Linked DNA regions of Zea mays: all the other regions are linked to region 2. The links are chromatin contacts, called in public Hi-C maps. All regions are on one chromosome and are shown on one strand. Each heading gives the region's core, a stretch centred on a gene start, on an enhancer-like site or on the middle of the called end of the contact. The rest is flanking DNA. Distances are from core to core; before and after follow the strand shown. Region 1 has its middle 48 kb from the start of LOC118472958. Region 2 holds the start of LOC103632711 (monoacylglycerol lipase). Region 3 holds the start of LOC103632708 (probable plastidic glucose transporter 1).

What was found. Hi-C and Micro-C count contacts between places; a contact is called where the count stands out from the background.
Region 1: a Hi-C map of bundle sheath shows a contact between it and region 2, with 2.7 times the contacts expected there. The contact joins the enhancer-like site here to the promoter of LOC103632711 in region 2. A contact is called at or near these places in 2 of 25 Hi-C or Micro-C datasets (bundle sheath and leaf).
Region 3: a contact with region 2 is called in a Hi-C map of leaf, with 4 times the contacts expected there. The contact joins the promoter of LOC103632708 here to the promoter of LOC103632711 in region 2. A contact is called at or near these places in 4 of 25 Hi-C or Micro-C datasets (endosperm, leaf and tassel).

What each region holds. Positions count from the first base shown.
Region 1 is chr7:111,739,445-111,743,993 of Zm-B73-REFERENCE-NAM-5.0, forward strand. No RefSeq gene overlaps it. Among protein-coding and RNA genes, the nearest start is that of LOC118472958, 48 kb to the right of the region's middle. Within about 2 kb of position 3,112, at least 17 of the 20 cell types and tissues checked have an H3K27ac peak or open chromatin away from gene starts, as enhancers often do. A contact at or near this core is called in bundle sheath and leaf, where this site is marked.
Region 2 is chr7:111,575,460-111,579,957 of Zm-B73-REFERENCE-NAM-5.0, forward strand. LOC103632711 (monoacylglycerol lipase) reads right to left here and starts at 2,798. Exons shown (of 7, transcript XM_008654456.4): 1 at 2,138-2,798; 2 at 1,256-1,294; 3 at 1,111-1,181; 4 at 376-440; 5 at 176-268; 6 at 1-69. The coding sequence starts at 2,568.
Region 3 is chr7:111,430,112-111,434,919 of Zm-B73-REFERENCE-NAM-5.0, forward strand. LOC103632708 (probable plastidic glucose transporter 1) reads left to right here and starts at 3,169. Exons shown (of 12, transcript XM_020540979.3): 1 at 3,169-3,783; 2 at 3,879-4,011; 3 at 4,420-4,495. The coding sequence starts at 3,546.

The sequences.
Region 1 (4,549 bases), core at 1,862-4,361, 160 kb after region 2:
TGGGAACCAAGTGGGTGTTCCGCAACAAGCAAGACGAGCACGGAGTGGTGACAAGAAACAAGGCTCGACTTGTGGCAAAAGGTTATGCCCAAGTCGCAGGTTTGGATTTCAAGGAGACTTTTGCTCCTGTGGCTAGGCTAGAGTCTATTCGAATATTATTAGCCTATGTCGCTCACCACTCTTTTAGGTTGTTTTAAATGGATGTGAAGAGCGCTTTCCTCAATGGGCCAATCAAGGAGGAGGTGTACGTGGAACAACCCCCTGGCTTTGAGGATGACAGGTATCCCGACCATGTGTTCAAACTCTCTAAGGCGCTCTATGGACTTAAGCAAGCCCTAAGATCATGGTATGAATGCCTTAGAGATTTCTTAATTGCTAATGCTTTCAAGGTTGGGAAAGCTGATCCCACTCTTTTTACAAAGACTTGTGATGGTGATCTTTTTGTGTGCCAAATTTATGTCGATGACATAATATTTGGTTCTACTAACCAAAAGTCTTGTGAGGAGTTTAGCAGGGTGATGACTCAAAAGTTTGAGATGTCGATGATGGGTGAGTTGAACTACTTCCTTGGGTTCCAAGTGAAGCAACTCAAAGACGGCACCTTCATCTCCCAAACGAAGTACACACAAGATCTTCTCAAGCGGTTTGGGATGAAGTACGCCAAGCCCGCGAAGACACCGATGGGAATCGACGGGCATGTTGACCTCAACAAAGGAGGTAAGTCCGTTGATCAAAAGGCATACCGGTCTATGATAGGTTCCTTGCTTTATTTATGTGCTAGTAGACCGGACATTATGCTAAGTGTATGCATGTGTGCTAGATATCAATCCGACCCCAAGGAATATCACCTTGTGGCCGTTAAGAGAATTCTTAGATATTTAGTTTCTACGCCTTGCTTCGGGATCTAGTATCCAAAGGGGTCTACCTTTGACTTGATTGGATATTCAGACTCCGATTATGCTGGATGCAAGGTTGATAGGAAGAGTACATCAGGGACGTGCCAATTCCTAGAAAGGTCCCTGGTGTCTTGGAGTTCAAAGAAACAGACATCTGTTGCCCTATCCACCGCTGAGGCCGAGTATGTTGTCGCAGGACAGTGTTGCGCGCAACTACTTTGGATGAGGCAAACCCTGCAGGACTTTGGCTACAATCTGAGCAAAGTCCCACTCCTATGTGACAATGAGAGTGCAATCCGCATGACAAATAATCCTGTTGAACACAGCCGCACTAAGCACATAGACATCCGACATCACTTTCTGAGAGACCACCAGCAAAAGGGAGATATCGAGGTGTACCATATTAGCACCGAGAACTAGCTAGCCGATATCTTTACCAAACCGTTGGATGAGAAAACCTTTTGCAGGTTGCGCAGTGAGCTAAATGTCTTAGATTCGCGTAACTTGGATTGATCTATAACATACATGTGTTCTATGCCTTTGATCATGTTACTTCATGCATTTATATGAATTGTTACTTATTTATGGTGCTCAAGTTGTGCAAGGGATCCCCGGACCTCACAAGTCCATGTGTGAATGATGCACATATTTAGGGGGAGATGTGCTACAACTTGACCCTTTGATACTAATCTGTTTGTTTGAGTATACTTGATGTAGTCTCAAAGGTGCATTGAAAGGGAAAGGTGAACTTGGACAATGAAAAGACTTCCACTGCACTCCGGTATTAGTGTACTCACCTCCAAGTTCATACTTATGCTCTCATTGCCTTTTTGCTCTTAATTGACATTTTTGGTGAGGCAATGGGGTTAAAGGGCCAATAATGATTCTGTTTTGGTGCTTAATGCCAAAGGGGGGGAAATTAAGGCCAAAGCAAATGGATCAGCTACCACTTGTTAATTTCAAAAATAATAGAGTTTGAATTTTTGATTTATACAAAATACTCTTATTGCAAAATTTGGTCTCTTGTGGGGGAGAATTTTGATTATGGGAAAAAGGAGGAGTTTTTGGCACTTGATCAATTTTACTCTTGGAATAACTCTTTATGTGCTCAAACAAGTGTGTTTGACTTAGAAATAGGAAAATGAATTTGATTTGCAAAAACAAAACCAAGTGGTGGCAAAGAGCGATCCTAATATGCCAAATTATAGTAAAAAACAATTTGGTCTTCAATTGCATTGATGTTGCACTTCTTTTGGTTGCTTTTGGTTGTGTTGGCATAAATCACCAAAAAGGGGGAGATTGAAAGGGAAATGTGTCCTTGGGCAATTTCTATAATGTTTTGGTGATTAAGTGTCCAACACATTTAGTTGAGTTCTAATGTGCAAAATAAAGAGAGAAGTGGAAATCAAGGAAAAAGGTATGTTTCTAGACTTGGTAAATTGTTTTGTGTACTAACATGGTTATCCAAGTGCTAGAAATAGTGACTAAAGAAGAAGAAAGAAAAAAGGGAAAAGCTTGGCTCTATGCAGCCAATCCTTAGCTCGGTGTGGCACACCGGACAGTGTCCGATGCGCCAGACTGGTCCACGTGAAAGGGCCGCTCTCGGGACTCGACGGCGGCGTACGACTATAATTCACCGGACCGTCCGGTGGTGCACCGGACTGTCCGGTGAGTCATCCGCGGCGAACTCGTCGCCCTCATTAAAAGCAAAGGGGGTAAAATGAAGTTTCCAAACTAGCCTTTAGTGTTAATGAACTTGTAAAGGTACACCAAACAGTAAAAAATAGTTAGGGCTGATTTGACAACTCTATTTTTCTAAGGGATTCTTATTTTCGCAAGAAAAAATTAACTAATTTTCCTTAAAAAAATAGAAACCTCTTGGAAAAATGAGGATGACATGGATAAAAATTAGGCAAATTTGTATATTAATAGTATGAGTATTATCTTTGTCCATGTTCTTTAAGATTTCTGGGTCCGCGCCACTGAAGAGACTAGTACATACCAAACGGTTTTATGGGGACGTTTCGTTATATTTCTTTTTCTTTTTTTTTTGACTCGCCTAGCTTGGCAAGCAAAAGGAACTCCTTGTCCTTGGTGCGCACGTGAAACAAAAGCTGAATAATCTTGTCGTCGAAACCCGGCCCAGGCCCCAGGTCCATATATTTGGACTTACGTAACGTCGGTGTCAGCCCTCCCAAACCAGCCCATCTGTCCAACGGCCTACTGGGCCGCGGGCGACACAAACGGACCGTGCGTCCCTCTCTCCCTCCTCGGTTACCCTATCGGAGAGAGAGACACAGAAGTCAGAAAAGTGGCAGGTGGTCAAAGGCCCCCGAACCCAATCAAGGCAATCATCGCTCGGTTTCCGTTCCGTTGGACACCTAGTATACAGCTGCTGCCTGCCCCCTGTCCAGCCCTGGGTAGCCCGTAATCCAGGTGCGCTACAGTGTACTACTAGTACAGCCGTGACGAGAAGTACTCCGTAGTAGAGTAGTGTAGTCCTAGGCGGAGTAGCCCTCGCAATTACACCCTGCGTACCCAACGCACCGTGCCGCTTTGCTCTTTGGGGCGCGCGCTCGCTTCGTTGCTACGTACTAGTCGTCTCGTCCCTGGCTCCCTGCCCTGCGGCTTTAGCCTGCGCCGCTGGCTACGCCGGTGGGCTTGCTCGCTCTTGCTGACACTACGACCGTCGTCCACTGATTCGCTTCTCGCATGCACGACCGTTGCATGGCATGGGGCATGGCGACAGGCGGACAGGCGCTTCGACCGGGAACAGTTTCGGCGTGGTCCCCGTGTCAAATGCACACACAGCTGATCTAAGATTAAATTGTCAAAAAAAAATAATTACTAAGAACACTAGCTAGTTCAGTAGTACACTACTGATACTGTGATGAATAAATAAGAGAGGAAATGAAAGTTGTGCGCTTGGTTTCTACTGCCATCCTTAATGCGATGTTCTGCTCGCTGTACACTACCGAATCCATGGCTTTGCCGAGTACTCGGCACTTTGCCGAATGCTTTTTATCGGGCACTCGGTAAAGAAACTTTTATCGAGTGTCGCACTCGGTAAAGTCCCCCTCTCGGTAAACAACGCGTTTACCGAGAGCAGGACTTTCGGCATAGAAATACACTCGGCAAAGATATCTTTACCGAGAGTCAAGCACTCGGCGAAGGTGGCGCTCGGCAAAGGGTCGTCAGCGGCCGTCTAAAGTTGACGGCCGTTAACCTTTGCCGAGGGCCGAGTGTCAACCTGCAGACACTCGACAAAGAATTATTTGCCGAGTGTCATCTTTAAACACTCGGTAAAGTATATTTTTTTTTCTTTTCCCAACCAAACTTTTTGTGGTATGTTCCTACACTATGTAGACCTACATGTACCATTTTGGCACAATTATAAAAGTGTTTCCTATAACTATTGGATTTAGTTCGGTTAATGGAATTTTCTTATATAATTCAGATTTGAGCTGCAAGTCACTCGAAACTTGAAAAAACCGTGCATGCAAAAATGATATACATGCTATTTAGCACAAGTTACGACCGATTTTAGGAGCGGACCAGAAACTTCGAGCACCAAGCTCACTAAACATATGGTCGTGAACTTGCCATCCAACTGTTTTAAAATTATATAAAACACAAATAAAATCTGAAAATCA
Region 2 (4,498 bases), core at 1,548-4,047:
AACATGAATAGCTGGCGACGTTAAGACCACACCTTCTACATGAAGTTCTACAGAAGGATCCAGCGCGGCCTTTGGACATTCATGCAAACAGGAAAAATAATTGAAATTCCAATCCTGCTTATGTGACTTACGGTCTTACTGAAAAGGTCAATTAAGTCAAACATTATTGCTTTACCTTCAAAACAATAGCTCCACCTGTGGAGTGCCCAAATAAGAAGCACGGCAAACCATGGTTTTCCTCCAATACAACATCCTCCAGAAATTCTTTCTGCACAGGAAGGAACTTCAAAAATAGATTGAGAAAATACTGCAAGAAAAAAAAACTGCAACTTGAAATTTATATCTGTGCACAATTCTGTATGTACGAAACAGTACCAAGTCACCAACAGCATGATCAAGTGACGAAACATATCCATGAACTCCATCACTTCCACCATGTCCTTCGGAGACAAAATACAAGAAGATGAAAATCAAACAACTGCCAGATACGCATAACAAGAGAAGAAATGAAAGTAAAAAAATCAGTTCCATGCCATAGCATAGAAGAGAAAGGACTAGTTAAGAGTAGCACATGCAACATTGAGTCAATAAAAAGGTCCAAGATCTGCTAAATATGAAAACCTTCTGATCACTGCACTTGTATCATTATATCATTTATAGCAGATATTCAGAATAAAGTCCAAGTCAGACTCAATCTGGCCCAACAGCTCTGTTTAGTCAAAATAAAGTATAAGAAACATTTGGAGAGGCTTTCATTGAGACATCCTACCACAATGTGACATGCAGAATTAAACAGAGGTAGCGACCTCATGATACTGAAGCTCACTGCAGTAACTTGAAAGGGAATGATGGACTAGTCTTTAGCCATCTAAATTATGAATATATCACTGGAACATTTGTGGTGTTGTGGACCGAATAATCCCTTTCAAGAGTAAGACCATCTAAAGTTCATAATATAATAGTTTTATTTCTAGACTGAAGATCTTAAAATCAAGCATCTTATATTGTCTTAGAGGCAATTGATTTACATGGTCTTAGTGAGACCACTCAAAGCAATACACAGATTGCACCAAACTAACACTTGAGCACTAATATGTGACAGTAACTCACCAATCCAGTCCATGGCATAAACTTTAAGCCCTTGATCATTCAACAGTTTTGCGAAATGGCTGTACCTTCCACTGTAAATCAATGCTGTCAGCAAAAGCCACTATGTAAAACAATCATGGAATACATTACAGCATATGTTCTGTACCTATGCTCATTTAGACCATGCAACAGTATAACAACGCCCCTGCATATTTGAGAAGCATGAAAAAGTAAAAGACAAGTTAATTACTAGAATGAAATGAAAAAATGAGGCTTTCAAGGTACTAGTGTATCATCTCATGGATTAAACTGGTAACCATTTCATCATTCATGTACAGTTCAAGATAATATGCCTCCTGTAGGTTGAAGGTTTCCAAAACATATAACACATGTAGGTCTTGATATCTAGAACATGCATACGTGTAGGCAACATGGCCTTGGTATTTGTAAATCAAGTCTACTTTGCTAGTGCATTCTTGTATCCATATCATCACTTGAAAAGGTACCAACAATGCACAATTCAAAGAAGAGCTGATACTAATCAAATCATCTAGGAAACTAGGATTCTTTCGATCATTACCAAATACCAATACAAACATGCAAAGAAATCTTCTAACCATTAGGTGTGAAGTGGGTCCAATAGAATACAGTCCCCAACAACATTTCCTTGTAGTAACCCCACTTTTGCATGATCTAATCCTAAAGAAGCTCCAGAAGAGACATGCAAGCTTCCGGCCCCAGTAGAACATAACATCGACATGTTTTCCAATCCCCTTCACTACAAGACAAACTGATTCCCCTAATGCAAACAGCAACAACAAAAAACAAAAGGATTTTAATCATGCACCTGCTCGATGCTACAAACACGGCAACACCACCAAACCATCTAACAGATCAATCCCGCCAAAATAACACGGTCCTAAATTATCTCAACATGTCAGGTTTGAATACCCAACCGCTCGATTTCATCACGTTCCAACACAGCTCGCACTTATATGATTCAAAAAAAGGAAGTCGCGGGTTAGTGGGGTAGGGCAGATGTGAATACTTGAGGCGATCGTCGGCGGCCGGAGTCCACGATTGCGTGAAGAGCGCGTCGCCCCTGGCGGTCTCGAACACGGCGAAATCCCTTCTGCTGCTCCTCCTCCTCGTCCCCGCCTCGTTCGCCTCCTCCTCGGCCTCCTCTCGCAGTCTCCGGATCGCCAGCTCCCGCCTCACCGTCGCGTCCATCTCCACCGCCGTCTTCTTCCCCGTGTCCCCTTCCACCACCACCACGTCCTCCTCCTCCCCCTCCCCTTCAGCAGCCGCAGAGGCCATCTCCGGAGCGGGCCGTGGTACCGCGAGACAGAGCCGCCGCCGCGGCTGATCCTGCGGCCGCGCAGCGGCAGGCAGCGTGACTAGGACGCGGACCACCGCCGTCCTCGACGGCCGGAGCGAGGGGAATGCCCCTGTCGGCGACGCCGCGGGTGGGGCCCACATGTCAGCGAGGCGCCGACTAGGCCGGAGGAGGGGGAGAAATGGAACTTTGGAAGCACGGAATGGGACAAGGGACAGGGCAAGGGATCTCGGAATAGAAGCTTCCCCGATGATGGTTATATAAGAAAGAAATCTCCCATCAATTCTTTCGCGCGGCCGTTATTATGCTCCCCCGAATTTTTTTATATAGACACACACGGAAAAAAATTTGGAATCCCTCACCCTCAACAGCGAGAAATTTGTGATTTTGCCACTCTCAATTTTGGTTGTCTGTTATTATGTCATCCCGTGTCTATGACTGGTGGGACCATCTGTGTCTATGATTTGTGGGTCCGATGGCATACTGGCGAAGCCCATAAATCATAATGGCAAAATTGCCAATGTCTCCCTCAACAGCGCTGGCCTAACCCAGGACGCGCGTCGACGTGAGTTTGACACGTAGGTCCAAGTGCGGGAGTTGAAGCGTCTTTGTTGGATGTCAGTGTATGTAGGTCAAAGTTCACCATCTCGTTTAAAACCCATATCTCGCTTATCCCCGAGAACAAGACACAGACGAAAACCGTCCAAAAGCCGCTAAACTCCAACGATTTGTAATTTTAATTTGAAAAACGGTTTTCAATGTTCTTGAGCGGTTTTCGGTAAAAACATGCTTGAGTTCGGATTAATGGTTCTAAAAGAACTCAATTTTCTGACACCAAAAGATAAATTTTTGAACAACAAATATATTTCTGAACTCCTTGAGCCCTCTATTTTTTATAAAAAAATTCATAATTTTTTATCAAGATTTTTTCAAATGAAATTAATGAAAAAAATCGTCAGAAACCAAAACCGTCTATCTACGGGAACGGGAAATATGGACGGAGATTTCCCGCACGAGATATCTAACCTTGATGTAGATGGACTTGAAAAGGGTATGTGCGGCAGTTTTCTTGGCATTGTATTTGCATGTGTCGTGGTTTTAGTGGAAGCGTAGTGGGCGAACATTGATGGCTAGTTTGGTGGACAGGTAAATAGAGGGGATCCATGGGTTGATTCAAACCCATGGACCCCCTTCATTTTCATGTCCACCAAACCAGTCCTAATGGTCCATTGGTTGCTGAAGGCTGCGTTTAGATGAGATACAAATCGAAATCTAGATTCTATATTATCTAGATTATACATTATCCCTATCTAGTTTGTTTGGATTGTAGATATTTGGAGCTTTATGTTCAACTTGTATTCCCTCATTGCCCCTACCTTATCTGATGTTGTTTGTGTTTCTCTGCAGAGTTCGATGCCATTTGTTCTAGTTAGTCTGGCCCATTCACTCTGGCACCAATCTCTGAAGTCCTTTGCCTTTACATAATGACACTTGTTAGAACTTTGATTGTGATGATAATCTTTAAAGAATGTGAGTAAAAGATTGTAGCTATACCAGTCTGCTATTTGTAGCCTCTCCTTTACCTTTGCCAGATTGGTTGGCAGTGGCAGAAGAAAATCGGTTGGCAATAGTAGAAGAAATTGGCAATCTGCATGGCTAAGACTTTTGACGATTCAGTGAATATTGATCCTTCATCAAGTTTTGCTCTGGCTCGACATTGTTGGAAACTCAGAACTGGTTATGATATCAGGATAAAGCATACAAATTCTCAGAAATTATGCAGATCGATATATCCATCTTTTATGATTAAAAACACCAATGCAAAAGGATCTTAAGTCTCAAACAAACAAGACATGGGAACGAAGCTTAAAATTTAATTCCAAAAGAAACCCTTTATATAATTATTTTTAGTATGTTCAATCATATTTTTCTAATTTACTTTATTAATTAATCCACTAATCCTCTGTAATATAAAACGTGCATTCCATGTTCTGCCTTTTCCGATTCCCCTCTCCCAGCATAGTCCATTCTCATCATTCCATGTTCTGCCTTTTCCGATTCCCCCCTCACCGT
Region 3 (4,808 bases), core at 1,919-4,418, 140 kb before region 2:
GTTTGTTAGCTATATTCGCGGAATTAGCTCGGAATCCGGTCGTGTAAAGGGTCCAGCCCCCCTCCTCTATAAAAAGAGAGGCCTACGGCCGATTTGTAGGCATCAATCGAACCAATACAACTTCTATTCGCATTTATTTCCAGTACAATTAGGAGTAGGGATGTTCCAAAAACATCCAACTTGTATCACAAATCTAATATTTTAGCATAGATATACATAGAATTTAAAGTTAATTTTCGACAATGTTATTAAGAATATTATGAAGTATTTAAATAAATTTTTGAATAATTTTTTATGTACATTATTTTCTCTTTACAACAAAAAAGGTGAAAAAACATCCGAATCCGTATTCGGATAGACATCCGAATTTTATATGAATTATTTAAAAAGATATAGAATGAATTTAATGTTTATTTTTTGTGAAGATTAATAGTCTCAATGCTAAAAACAAGAATATAAATTTACATAGCAAATTCTATTTGTTAGTTATCCACAATCGAAGAAAAAAGACCAAAAAATGACATCCGAATAAATATCCGGATCCATCCCTAATTAGGAGTAGTTCTAGTCTAGTTCTAGTTTAGCCTCTCGATTCCCAAATTATTCGTCTCTCTTCGACTCTACGTCGATTAGAGAAATCTAGGTCGGCCGGCCCGAGCCTAGACAATCCTTAGAATCTCTCCTCCCCGACGGGGTCCCTCCCGGGAGCGAGATCCAGGCGCCGCCGGCGATCTTCCGCCGCCCCTGCGCACGCGCGGATCGTCCGGCCGTCAGGCAGAAAACCCTAGCCCCTGCGCCAGGTCGCGGACCGTCCGGCCCCAGGCCGCGGACCGTCCGCGCCTGACCAGAGAGCACCGCCGCCGGTTTTTCTTGAGTATTTGACGCTCCGAAAAGGCGTCAACAAAAATCATTTCAAGCTTGGATGCGGTGGCTGCGTGCCTGCGCATTTATGATACTCCTAGTAAACTGCTTTACGGAAAGAACACTATTAAACTAAAGTAAATTACCCAAACTCATGAAGTATTGCTTATTCAACAAAAAAGGTGGTATACGGTACAATCGATGCATATATACAGTTTGTCTAAGAATAAATGTCAACAATTTACCACATTTATAATCGATTAAATCTCCACGATACAATATCTTTGCACTGGCTTCCTATTAGTTTATTTATTTTTTCATTTGAAAATCATCTTTGGGTTGATTTTCAAATTTCAACACAGGCTGGAACAACGGCAAGTCGGGAGGGAATGCAGTCAATGCACCAACGCCGAGTCGCCGAGGAAACGCAACCTGACACTGACACTTGGCACGCTCCCAGTCACGAGCCGGAGGACTACGAACCCCGAAGAAAATTCCGTACATATCGGATGTAAACCTTATCTTTTACGGTCTCTCACATCCATCACTCGAAGGCCCACAAATACAGTTTAATTGTAGGTTTTTGGACAAATATGGTCGGCGATAATTGGCTAAGGAGGAGGGGAGGAGGAGGAGGACGGCGGACGAGACAGAGCAGTAGGACGACCTTGTCCAGCAGCAGACGGCGCCTCATGACGACGACGACCAGCAGCAGGACGCCTCAGGTTCGAGGAACATCTACCTGCGAGGTCCCGCGAGTCTCCCTCAACGTCCCATACTTTGGGACAGGCGACCGCTGATTCGGCCGGATGAGGAGAGGTATGTAACTTTATGTTCTTCATTCTTGTTCATATTATGTGCTCAAAATCATAATATAAACTAATACTTTTTATTTATCACAGTCTATGAAGGTAGGGTCTTGCATAAACTGGATCTATTTTCTCTTCATGACTGTTGCTGATGCACGTGTTATTCCTACCATTCGTTTTTGTTGTTCAATCCAATCATACGTGGTGAAAGCATCAAAATTAGATACATAAGTGATAGGATTCAGGGTTCCACATCTTTTCTATATGCTTTAAAAACATTGAAGAAACCCAATTTTTTTTATTAATAATCATTATCATTTCAACAGAGAATAAAACATGACAGGATGACATCTTTGTATGGATTGGGTGTACATCCATTTAGTGCATATTCGGTGTCCCACAACAATTTAAGGCATGAAACAGAAGAGGGTGAATTATCTCCTAATGGTGAAATGAAAGAGGAACACTTCTGTGTTTGCTCAGATGAAGCTGTAGATGGAACTTCTAAACAAAATGAAGGTTCTACCAGCAGATTTAATGGAAATGACTCATTTTATGTTCTGTTCAGGCTACATCAAGTTAGTTTATTTTTCTTCAATAACCTCTATATAAGTTTGTGCTTATGTGGTCTCATTGGCTAACCTTTATTGATTGCAGATCTTTTATATGAGAGAATATTGTCAGCTAAGACAAACTGTTCCACATCAAACAATAACTGGAAAGCTTCAAGGCACATAAATTCTCCAGATCAATATCCAAGGTATTTTAGTGCAGGTTTATCAGTGCACTATACAACTTACTTGATGGTTCTTCTGAGGAGAAGCCCGCGGCGGAGAAGACGACCGCCGGGAAGAAGCCCAAGGCGGAGAAGCGGGTCCCCGCGGGCAAGTCTGCTGGCAAGGAGGACGGCGAGATCAAGCGTGGCAGGAAGAAGGGAAAGAAGAGCGTGGAGACGTCGCGCCCACATTTATCCTCATCGAAGTGGAGGGAGTGGAGCAGTTCAGAGGGAGATTGTGGGGGATTGCAGCTGGTGCAGCAATGGAGATCGTGGCGCGCGGGGGTGGGGAGCCCTGGCGATGACGGCGCACGGGGATGAGCCTCGTGGCGCGCGGGGGTGGGGTGCCCTAGCGACGACGACGCGCCAGGGTGGAGCGGAGGTGGACGGCGCGCGGGGTGGGCTGTGGAGGAGGACGACGCGCGGGGGTGGGCCGCCCTGGCATTGACGGCACGCCAGGGTGGAGCGGAGGAGGACGGCGCGCGGGGTGGCCCTATGGAGGAGGACGACGCGCTGGGGTGGGCTGCTCTGGGCCACAAGCAGATGGGCCTCCCAGGAAAAGTGTAATCCGTGTTGGCAATCTAAAAATAATACCATATTGTTCACTGAACTGTGCACACACTTGTTTATAAGGTCTAGTGCGCACCACAACATGTGTAGTCTTGGTTGGCTGTGAGCTTTAACCCACGCTGCTAGCTTTTTTGGTAAAAATTTGGTCGCGGTGCGCGAGACGCTTGGGAATGGGAAACGGGTCACATGCGTGGGTCACATGCGTGGGACGCTTGGGAATAGGAAACAGATCACATGCGCGGAATGGGAATGCAAACACACAGGAATTGAGAATGGGAATGACAGAACCAGGAATGGGGCAGCCTACCCCCTGCGTTCTTAATTAGTAGTATATAGATATGGACTAGCAGCTAGTATATGTAAGAGGCTGTAAAAAGATCCTTTACATCCGGTATGTAAAGAAGTTTTTTCCGGCCGGGAGCCCTTCTCCTCCACCACCCGTTTCTCTTTCTCTAGGCTCGCGCCTGCCCCGCCTTCGTTGTCGCGCCTGCCACCTGCTCGACGAATCGCCGCTTCCGCCCCACGCCGCGATGCCGACGCCCCTCGCCGCGGCGCTGCTGCCACTGCCCGCCTCTCCCGCACTGCACTTTCCGCGGCCGCGGCCCGGTCCCTCATGGCGTGCGCGGCCGGCCGTGGTTAGGGCGGCCGCTCTCCGCGCCCTGCCACGGCGCCTCGAGCTCTGTCCGCCGTGCCTTGCGGCGGTCGAGAGTAACCCGGCCCCGCCACCCTTAGCTCCGCCACCGCCGGACGAGGCGAGCGCCGGCTCAGGTGCGGGGGCAGCGCGGCCGCCTTCTGGATTGTTGGTTGCTCCCGCTACTGCTGGTGCTGATGGATTGACACGGGCGTTGATTTCGTCGTGATAGGCCTCGATGCGAGGGCCGGGGGAGGTGGCGGTGGTGGTGACGGAGGTGGCGGCGCTGATCTTGGGTGGTTGAGGGCTTTCCCGCATGTGTTCACTGCGTCAATGGCAAACTTCCTATTCGGTTACCACATTGGGTGCGTGCAGTGTGCTGCTTCAATTTATATTCAACTAGCTAATTGATTTTGCATCGTAACCTCGTTTAGGAGTGATATGTCTGTGACTAGTTATGTCACTCAACTGATCACTGGTGCCTATTCCACCACTGCATGGCGTCATAGTAGAGAATGAATGACTGCTCCCTAATCCATTTTGTTTGAGAACATTTTCAGTGCTGCCTGCACTACTAGTTGAATATGCCAACAAGTTTATTTTGGGAAATAATATGCCATTTGTAATAATGAGAAAATGGACTTGGATTATCTTAATTTATAGGTATGTGACTCTTTAGTGGGCTGTGTCATCCAATGTATTGTACATTTTTATGTTGCAGATATGCTTGCTGAAGCATTGAACTTAAGTCTTGGTGCATGATATGGTTGCAGGGTTATGAACGGTCCAATAGAAGATATTGCAACCCAGCTTGGTTTTCAAGGAAATCCGTTCCTCCAAGGTCTTGTGGTGAGCATATTCATTGTTGGTGCCTTTTTTGGGAGCTTAGGCTCATCTGCATTAGTAGATAAGTTCGGCTGCAAGAGGACCCTTCAGATCGACAGTATTCCATTGATTATTGGAGCTCTCCTGAGGTTTTTACTTCCACTTTACCGTGTTCTATATTCCTGAAGTCCTGACTTTGCATAGTTTCTGCTGACCAGTGTTATGCCCGGCCTATAATATCAGAGGCGCAGGACCCATGGGGATAAGCCCATATCAGTAGATAAGAGATAATCACCATTAGTGGATAAGAACATATGACAGTTAGTTAGATGGATAG